2 separate regions of the Triticum aestivum genome follow, and region 1 is linked to region 2. The links are chromatin contacts, called in public Hi-C maps. All regions are on one chromosome and are shown on one strand. Each heading gives the region's core, a stretch centred on a gene start, on an enhancer-like site or on the middle of the called end of the contact. The rest is flanking DNA. Distances are from core to core; before and after follow the strand shown.

Region 1 (4,265 bases), core at 439-2,938, 320 kb after region 2:
CTGATCAAAGGTGCGGCGCTGGCGCTCCAGCTCCGTCCACGCCCAGTCTTCGCGCGTCCACTTCAAGGCCGCCGCGTCGTCGAGCCCTGGCTCCTCCTTCACGCCGGCGAGCCCTGGCTTCGTCTTCACGGCGGCGAGCCCCGGCTCCGTCTTCGGCTTGACGAAGCGGGCAGGAGCCGAGGAGGAGGCGCGCCCGCCCTCGTTGATGACGATGTCGGCGTTGCGGGTGCGCCGGCCGAGCGGCGTCTCCGCGGTCTCCGCGGGCTCGGCCTTGACGTCGAACAACGCCGACGACCCGAAGGACTGGGAGAAGGAGCGGGAGGAGGAAGAAGAGGAGCCGACCCTCCTTGGCATCCATTGGCCGCCGCTCCGGCGGGGGACCGGGGCGGCAGGGTACGTGAATGGCGGGTCGTTGCCGCCCTCGAGGTGCTGGAGGACGGCATGGAGAGTGCGCCCGGGGGCGCCCCACCACTGGCGGCGGCCCTCGCTGTTCTTGGTTCCCCGCACCACCGGCGCCCCATTGGTGGAGGCCAGCCGTTCCGCTTCCCGGCGCTGGAAGTACGACGCCCATGCCTCGTGGTTGCCGGCGGCGTACTGCGGGAGGGCCTGCTGCTCCTCCGTCAGCGATGCCAGCACGCGGTCGACCTCGTCGGCGAAGTAGTCGGCGCGCACGGTGACGTCGGGCAGCAGGGGAATGGGAACGCCACCGGCGCTGAGCTTCCACTGCCCCGACGCGCGCATGTCGGGAGGCGCCGAGACGTTGGCCTCGAACATCAGGTAGGCTTCCCACTCGTGCAACGAGCGGCGACTGAAGCCATTGGCCGCCGCCCCATCGCCGGGGAACCTCTCGCCCATCGTCGCGGCTGGGCACTAGGAGAGAGGGGAGGAACGTCGGCGGCGGCGGCGCACAGGCAAGGGGAGGCGGCTGCTTATGTAGCACGCCGGGTTCGGCCGGGGTCCGTCGGCGCCAGTTTCGGCCCAAACCGGTGAAAAACAGGCTCCTGAGGGTGCAACTAGGCCAATTTTTGAGCGCCGGCTAAAAAATCGCCTGGCGGATCATGTTGGGGACGCGGCTGGAGATGCTCTGAGAGCTTTAAATCCTCGTCCGGCAAGGGAGACGTGTTTTTTCAAAAGAAGAATATGTTGGTCTGTGATATTGTTCGCAAAATACGCTGGAATGCAGAGGTTGCAGCATGTGGCGAGCTGTCCCTGAAATCTGCAGAAGAAAAAGAGAACATGGGAACCACTGTGTTTTGTTTTTAAAAAATACAGTCAGCTCAGTAATATTCGCGGATGTCGTTACATCGCGTTCCAACGCGGGCCGGCAGTTCCGCCGGAAAACTCCAATCGCTCGCTCGCCCGCTCCCACCACGTTCTCTCCGCCAAACCCATACCCCAGCTCCTCCAAAGCAGCGAATCACGCACAGCTGTCACTGACACCCCACGCACAGCCCAGCGAACCAGCGCATGCGAGGCCCCACGTGGCCGCGGAACAGATCGCCCTTACGGGTACATTAAACTGTACCCAACTAAACAGCCCAGTCAGACGCGGGCCGCCCGGTCGTCGCCCCACGATCCATTCCAGCCGTCCGTCGCGAGCCGCCGGCTGCATCCAAGCTGGCCGTCCCCGTCGCCGACTGGTGGGCCACCACGATTATTCCCCCTCGTGCCATCTATTAAATGCCGGCTTCCGTTTCCCTTCCCCTCCCCCCCTCCCGTGTTGCTCGCGACGGCAAGTTCAGGAGAGAGACGAGTGCGGCGCCAGAAGAAGGCGGAGGAGGAGGACCCGGCGCCGTCTCCGAGGCGGAGCCCGGCGGCGCTGATCGTCGCTCCGGCCATTTGAGCGGTATGCTTCGGAATCCGTCTGTGTCATTTCCGTTCTGAATTACATACTGTATTTTTATTGTATTATTATTATCGGCCGTGGACTGCCTCGTGGGTGGCCGAGGGAGGGAGGGGAGGTAGGCGGCCATGAACTCGAAACGCATCTCGATTCGCACCTTCGTGCCGGGGCAATACAAGATTCGTTTTGCCGTCTAGAATTTACTAGGGGTTAAAACTTTCAGCTGCCAGATCTCGCATTTTGAATTTCTTCCGCCGTTTATCTGACCCACGGAAATCTGCGTTTCCTCGATCCGCAGGGGCACCATGTCGATGGAGGACAGCACGCCGCCGGCCGGTGCCGGTGCCAGCGCCGGCGAAGGCGCGAGCTCGCCGTCGCCGTCGCGTCGGCTGCCGGACTTCCTGCAGTCGGTGCGGCTCAAGTACGTCAAGCTGGGGTACCACTACCTCATCACCCACGGCATGTACCTCCTGCTCACCCCGCTCATCGTGCTCATCGCCGTCCACCTCTCGACGCTCTCTCCGGGCGACGTCGCCGACCTGTGGACGCACCTCCGCTTCAACCTCCTCTCCGTCATCGCCTGCTCCACGCTCCTCGTCTTCCTCTCCACCGTCTACTTCCTCACCCGCCCGCGCTCCGTCTACCTCGTCGACTTCGGCTGCTACAAGCCCGGCCCGGAGCGCCGGTGCTCGCGTGAAACCTTCATGCGCTGCTCCAAGCTCACCGGCAACTTCACCGAAGCCAACCTCGATTTCCAGCGCAAGATCCTCGAGCGCTCGGGTTTGGGCGAGGACACTTACATCCCTCCCGCCTTGGTCACCGTGCCGCCCAACCCCTCCATGGAATTGGCGCGCCAAGAGGCGCAGGTCTGCATGTTCGGTGCCATCGACAACATGCTCGCCAAGACCGGGGTGAAGCCCAAGGACATTGGGATTCTTGTTGTGAATTGCAGCCTGTTCAACCCAACACCGTCACTGTCCGCCATGGTGGTGAACCATTACAAGCTGAGAGGGAACATAGTCAGCTACAATCTGGGAGGAATGGGGTGCAGTGCCGGGCTCCTGTCCATAGATCTGGCCAAGGATTTGCTCCAGGTGCACCCCAACTCGTATGCAATGGTGGTCAGCACGGAGAACATTACCCTGAATTGGTATTTTGGGAACAACCGGTCGATGCTTGTGTCAAATTGCCTGTTCCGGATGGGCTGCGCTGCGATCCTTCTGTCGAACAAGCGGTCAGACAGGAGGAGGTCCAAGTACGAGCTGGTACACACTGTGAGGACTCACAAGGGTGCAGATGACAAGTGCTTCAGCTGTGTCACCCAGGAGGAGGATGATAGCGGCAAGGTTGGCGTGGCACTATCCAAGGACCTCATGGCGGTGGCTGGGGATGCGCTCAAGACGAACATCACAACGCTTGGCCCGCTTGTGTTACCATTCTCGGAGCAGCTGCTGTTCATGGTCACATTGGTTGGCAAGAAGCTGTTCAAGATGAAGATCAAGCCATACATTCCTGACTTCAAGCTGGCATTCGAGCACTTCTGCATCCACGCTGGTGGGCGCGCTGTGCTTGATGAGATAGAGAAGAACATGGACCTCACCGACTGGCACATGGAGCCGTCCCGGATGACTCTCTTCCGGTTCGGCAACACGTCCAGCAGCTCGCTCTGGTACGAGCTGGCCTACAGCGAGGCCAAGGGGAGGATCAGGAGGCGCGACAGGATCTGGCAGATAGCGTTCGGTTCGGGGTTCAAGTGCAACAGCGCTGTCTGGAAGGCGCTCAGGTCAGTGAACCCTGCGAAGGAGCAGAACAACCCCTGGATGGACGAGATCGACACATTTCCGGTGGTGGTTCCCAAGGTTTCCAAGGTTGTTGAATAGCTTTGCCTGTTCAGTAATATACCACCCGGAACAGCAAGTGAGCAAATCTTGCCATTGAATTCGACTGTATGCAATTTGTTTGGGTGATCTGTCGGGGTATTAATTTTAGATGATTCCATTTAGGTGGTACAGAGGGGTGTGGTGTCGTGCTGTTCACTTTTTATCCATTGATCAGTTCTTAACATCTTTGTGTTCCATGTGGATCGAGAATCTTGGCCCCGAAAGGAGCAACTGCGTTGCATTAATTTTTCCATGCGCACTGCGCATTTGATTTGTTCCGAATGTTGGCCATCATATCGTGCTAACCTGTCGGCATTTGATTTGTTCCGAATGTTGGCCATCGTATCGTGCTAACCTGTCGTCTATGATGAGTTCTGTCTTTGATGTGCATTGCACGCTAAAATCGCCACACCTAAGTTGAGGTGTTAGCCACACCCGTGGCACGCCACAGGAAGTGTGGCGGGCAAAATGGGCGCCACATATCTTGAGAATCTCTGCTGCAGAAGCTCCTTTGCACTGTGGCGAGCCAAACCTGCATACAG
Region 2 (4,422 bases), core at 1,673-4,172:
AGTGACAAATCCTAATCTTGATCTATGCCAACTCAACAAACACCATTGGAGACACCTGTAGAGCATCTTTATAATCCCAGTTATGTTGTGACGTTTGATAGCACACAAAGTGTTCCTCCGGTATTCGGGAGTTGCATAATCTCATAGTCAGAGGAACATGTATAAGTCATGAAGAAAGCAATAGCAATAAAACTTAACGATCATAATGCTAAGCTAACGGATGGGTCTTGTCCATCACATCATTCTCTAATGATGTGATCCCGTTCATCAAATGACAACACATGTCTATGGTCAGGAAACTTAACCATCTTTGATTAACGAGCTAGTCTAGTAGAGGCATACTAGGGACACTCTGTTTTGTCTATGTATTCACACATGTACTGAGTTTCCGGTTAATACAATTCTAGCATGAATAATAAACATTTATCATGATATAAGGAAATATAAATAACAACTTTATTATTTCCTCTAGGGCATATTTCCTTCACTGTTGCATTGCCATCTCCTTGTTTTCCGTCTGGTCTCCTCCCGAAGTTCTAGGGTCTCTTTTTTCCATAAAAAAAACTTTCAAAAAGTTTCGTGGTGTTTGGACTCCGTTTGGTACTGATTTTCTCGAAAACCAAAAACAAGCAGAAAACAACAAGTGTCACTAGGCACTGGGTTAATAGGTTAGTTCCCAAAAATGATATAAAATTGCATATTGAAGCATATAATGGCCACATGCTCATTCCAGAGGCGCAGACCATCATCATGTCCGGATTCAGCAGTTTGTATGCCATCCATCATTGAGGGCCGCTGATAACCAGTCATTTGAGGATAACTATACCCTCTGTATGGATTGTGTACTGGTGGAAGAACATGCCAAACTCCCTACCCATGTTGAGGAGGTGGAGGAGCAGGGCCAGCCTCCCAAGCATTTGTTGCATTCTGCATGTGCCAAACCTGTGTATCATGTATGCTCGGTTTAGTTGAATGCATGCGCTGGAAATGGAAAAACTACCCCAAAAGTTAGCGTGGGCAGTTCTAATATCACACTAAAGAGGCCACCACCATACTTGAAGTAGTAGCATTGAAGGACTTGTGGATTTGGCATGCTTTCTTGGGTACATCTATTTCTCACAATGCCATTAATTTTCTCCAATGATCTCCTTTGTTCAAGAGAGTTTGTGATGGGGAGGCTCCGACGTGTAACTACACTGTCAATGGGCACAATTACAACATAGGGTGCTACCTTGCTGATGTATCTATTCTCAACGGGCGACATTTGTGACGACTATATCCAATCCTCGTGGTAGGAAATAATGTCACAAATGCAAGAAGATGCTAGACTGATGTGAAGAGAGCATTCAGAGTGCTCCAAGCTTGTTGGGGTATTGTTCGCGAACCTACAATGATGTGGGAACCGGAGACACTTTGGCGGCTCATGACATATTGTGTAATCATACACAACATGATTGCGGACAATGAGGGTGAAGGGGCAGTTTGCACGCATGATTTTGAGAAGCCTGAAATTCAGGTGCGCCTCCAGGAAAAGAGGCGGAGCATGTTGCAACCTTTCTTGATGCATCGACAATTTCACGATCAATAGGTGCATATGCAACTTCTCAATAATCTTGTGCATCATATGCGAATTCATGCTGAAAATCCATGAACTATGCATTTTATGTTTCAAGTATGCACAGTGAACAAATTTTATGTTGGGACTATGTATTTTTATGTACAAGTAATTTTTATTTGTGTGTGTGTCATTCATTATGTTGTGTGTAATGATCTCGTACATGTGTTTACATGATTTAAGGTTTCAAAAGTGAGGATTGTGGTTACAAATAGAGACAATTGAGAGACGGACCGGTGCTATCCGCGGGCGTGTCTGCGGTCAGATTTGCGTGGACGTGTTGTAGATGCTCTTAGGTCATCTCCAATGCTTGACCGAGGTAGTGGCAAGCACTAATAACGGCTCGCTACAGATTAAAAAGAAAGTCCCGGCCATCTCGTATAAAAAAAGGAGCTACCTTTATTTAGAAGTCACTTGTTTTTTGTATCGAGCGACATAAAAATACTGAAACAAGAATCAGATTGCAAGGAATCAAACTCGTGCCCCCGCACTCCTAACAGATGCTACCTGCCACTTGACCTCACGATGGTGCGAAATATATAAGAATACATAGCAGCACTTATATCTAAAAGCATTTTTGAAAAAAATGTCAAAATATATCTTGACAAGTTTTTTTGAAATGATGATTATTTTTTGGAAAACATAAATGATTTATGAATTCTAATCATTTTTTGAAAATATGAACTATTTCAGAATTCCGAACATCTTTTGATAAAACAAGAACAAAATTTGAAATCGTGAACAATGGGAACAATTTAATAAAATCTGCAATTTTTTTGAAAACATGAAACATTTTCCGAAAACACGAACATTTTTCAATGATTGTGAAACATTTTCCGAAAACATGAAACATTTTCCGAAAACACGAACATTTTTCAATGATTGGGAAAATGTTTCTGCTTTAAAAATTGTTCGGGGATCATGTTTGATGCTTTCAAAAAATGTTCATCAATTCTAAAAAACAGAAATTTGAAAAGATTCAATGATTGTGAAAGAAAATTAATAGATTTGAAAAAGGTTCATGGATTTTGTTAAGAGTTCACGAATTTAAGAAAAGAAAAAAGAAAAAAAAGAAAGAACAAAAAGAAGAAAAGAGGGAGTATGTAATTACAATACGTGTGGTGTCCCAAGTGGTTACTGCAGTTTATCAAAAACAAGGAGATCGCAAGTTTGAATCACGTCGCACACGCGTATTTTGCAGTTTAACAAAAACAAATTAAATGGGTTGGCCCATTGTAGAGGGGTGGGGTGCTCCCAATTGCACAAACAGTAGTAACGTGCGCAAAAGGCGCGATACAGAAAATGGTGGATTTTCCCTCCTATTTGGCGACTTCAGCGTCAGTGCACTGCCCACAGCGCCCCTTAATGGGCAACAGCGCATCGTGCTGCCTCTCTTATTTTTTTTCGTTTGATCGTTCAAACATTTACCCGACAGTTCCTATTCTGTGCGTAGGTCACTGTCTACTGAGATAGCGCATACCCCTTGCAGGCCTGCGGCCCGTCCCAGTCTGGTCTTTCCCCCACATGGTTTTAGGAAACTTCTAGGGCCACCTCTGAACTGGGTTTTCCTTTTGTTTCTTTCTTTTTTCTTTTGACTTTTCACTCTTTTATATTTCTCATTTCCCCTTCTTTTCTTATTTCTTTATTTTTCATTTTCCTTTTTTCTTTGTTCCTCGAGTTGGTTTTTTATTTCCTTTTTCCTTTTTTGTTTTCATTATCTTTATTTTTTCCCCTTTTTCTTTTTCATTTTTGCAAACTTATTTTTCAAATACGAAATTTTTTGAGGGAGTGAACATTGTTTTAATTTTGAACATTTTTATGAACACAGGAATAATTTAATAATAAACATTGAACAATTTGTGGATATTTATTTATTATATTTTCCGAACATTGTTTTTAAAATTCTGAACTTTTATCTGAAACTTGTGAACATTTTTTTTGAATAGGTGAATTTTTTTTAATTGATGAACCTTTTTCTGAATCGCCATTCATTTTGATTCAATTAACATTTTCTTGAATCAGCAAACTTTGTTTGAATTGGTGAACTTTTTGAATCAACGAACAATTTTTGAATTGATGAATGTTTGTTTGATCAGTGAATTTTTTAATCAATTACCATTTTGTGAATCAGCAAACATTTTATGAATTGATGAACATTTATTGAAATTCATGAACATTTTTGTTTGACGTACGTTGTTTTTGAAATGCTTGAACATTTTGAATCAGTGAACATTTTTTGAATCAATAAACTATTTTTATAATTCAAGATCATTTTTTATTTTTGCAAAAGATTGTTAAAAATTTATGAACATTTTTTGAATTCAGAAAATATTTTTTCAAATTCACAAACTTTTTTTTAAATCCTGAACATTTGTTTTCTAATACCCGAAAATTTAATGATTTATAAATTATTTTTTGGAAAATCCTGAATTATATAAATAATAAAAACTAAAAATAGGAAAAAAGGAAAATAGCAAAAACTAAATAAGAAAAAGTTGGCATCCAGCCCCGTTAATGGGCCGGTGGTATAGGGCGCGCGGGAGGAGAGAGGGTGCGCGCTGGATTGTTCGCCAGCGCGTCACGATACGAGCGAGCCGTTGACAGCACTCAAGAAAAAAAACGATAGGAGCCATTGACGTTTCTCAAGAAAAAAATGCCATTGAGTAGTTGCCCTTTAACCTACCCCTCCAAAAATTGCCCTTTGACCCATTTGACTAATTTTACAGGTGACCAAATTGACCGTTGGCTTTGTTCATCGAAACGGAAAAAATTGTGCATTTGGAATAAATTCATGAATTCGAAAAAAT

Evidence for each region. A called contact is a pair of places that touch in the nucleus more often than the background predicts.
Region 1: a contact with region 2 is called in a Hi-C map of leaf, with 6 times the contacts expected there. The contact joins the promoter of LOC123144345 here to the enhancer-like site in region 2. A contact is called at or near these places in 2 of 5 Hi-C or Micro-C datasets (both in leaf).

What each region holds. Positions count from the first base shown.
Region 1 is chr6D:170,130,934-170,135,198 of IWGSC CS RefSeq v2.1, forward strand. LOC123144345 (3-ketoacyl-CoA synthase 11) reads left to right here and starts at 1,689. Exons shown (of 2, transcript XM_044563446.1): 1 at 1,689-1,846; 2 at 2,142-3,905. The coding sequence starts at 2,149. The coding sequence ends at 3,723.
Region 2 is chr6D:169,807,064-169,811,485 of IWGSC CS RefSeq v2.1, forward strand. No RefSeq gene overlaps it. Among protein-coding and RNA genes, the nearest start is that of LOC123141395, 78 kb to the left of the region's middle. Within about 2 kb of position 2,923, at least 2 of the 8 cell types and tissues checked have an H3K27ac peak or open chromatin away from gene starts, as enhancers often do. A contact at or near this core is called in leaf, where this site is marked.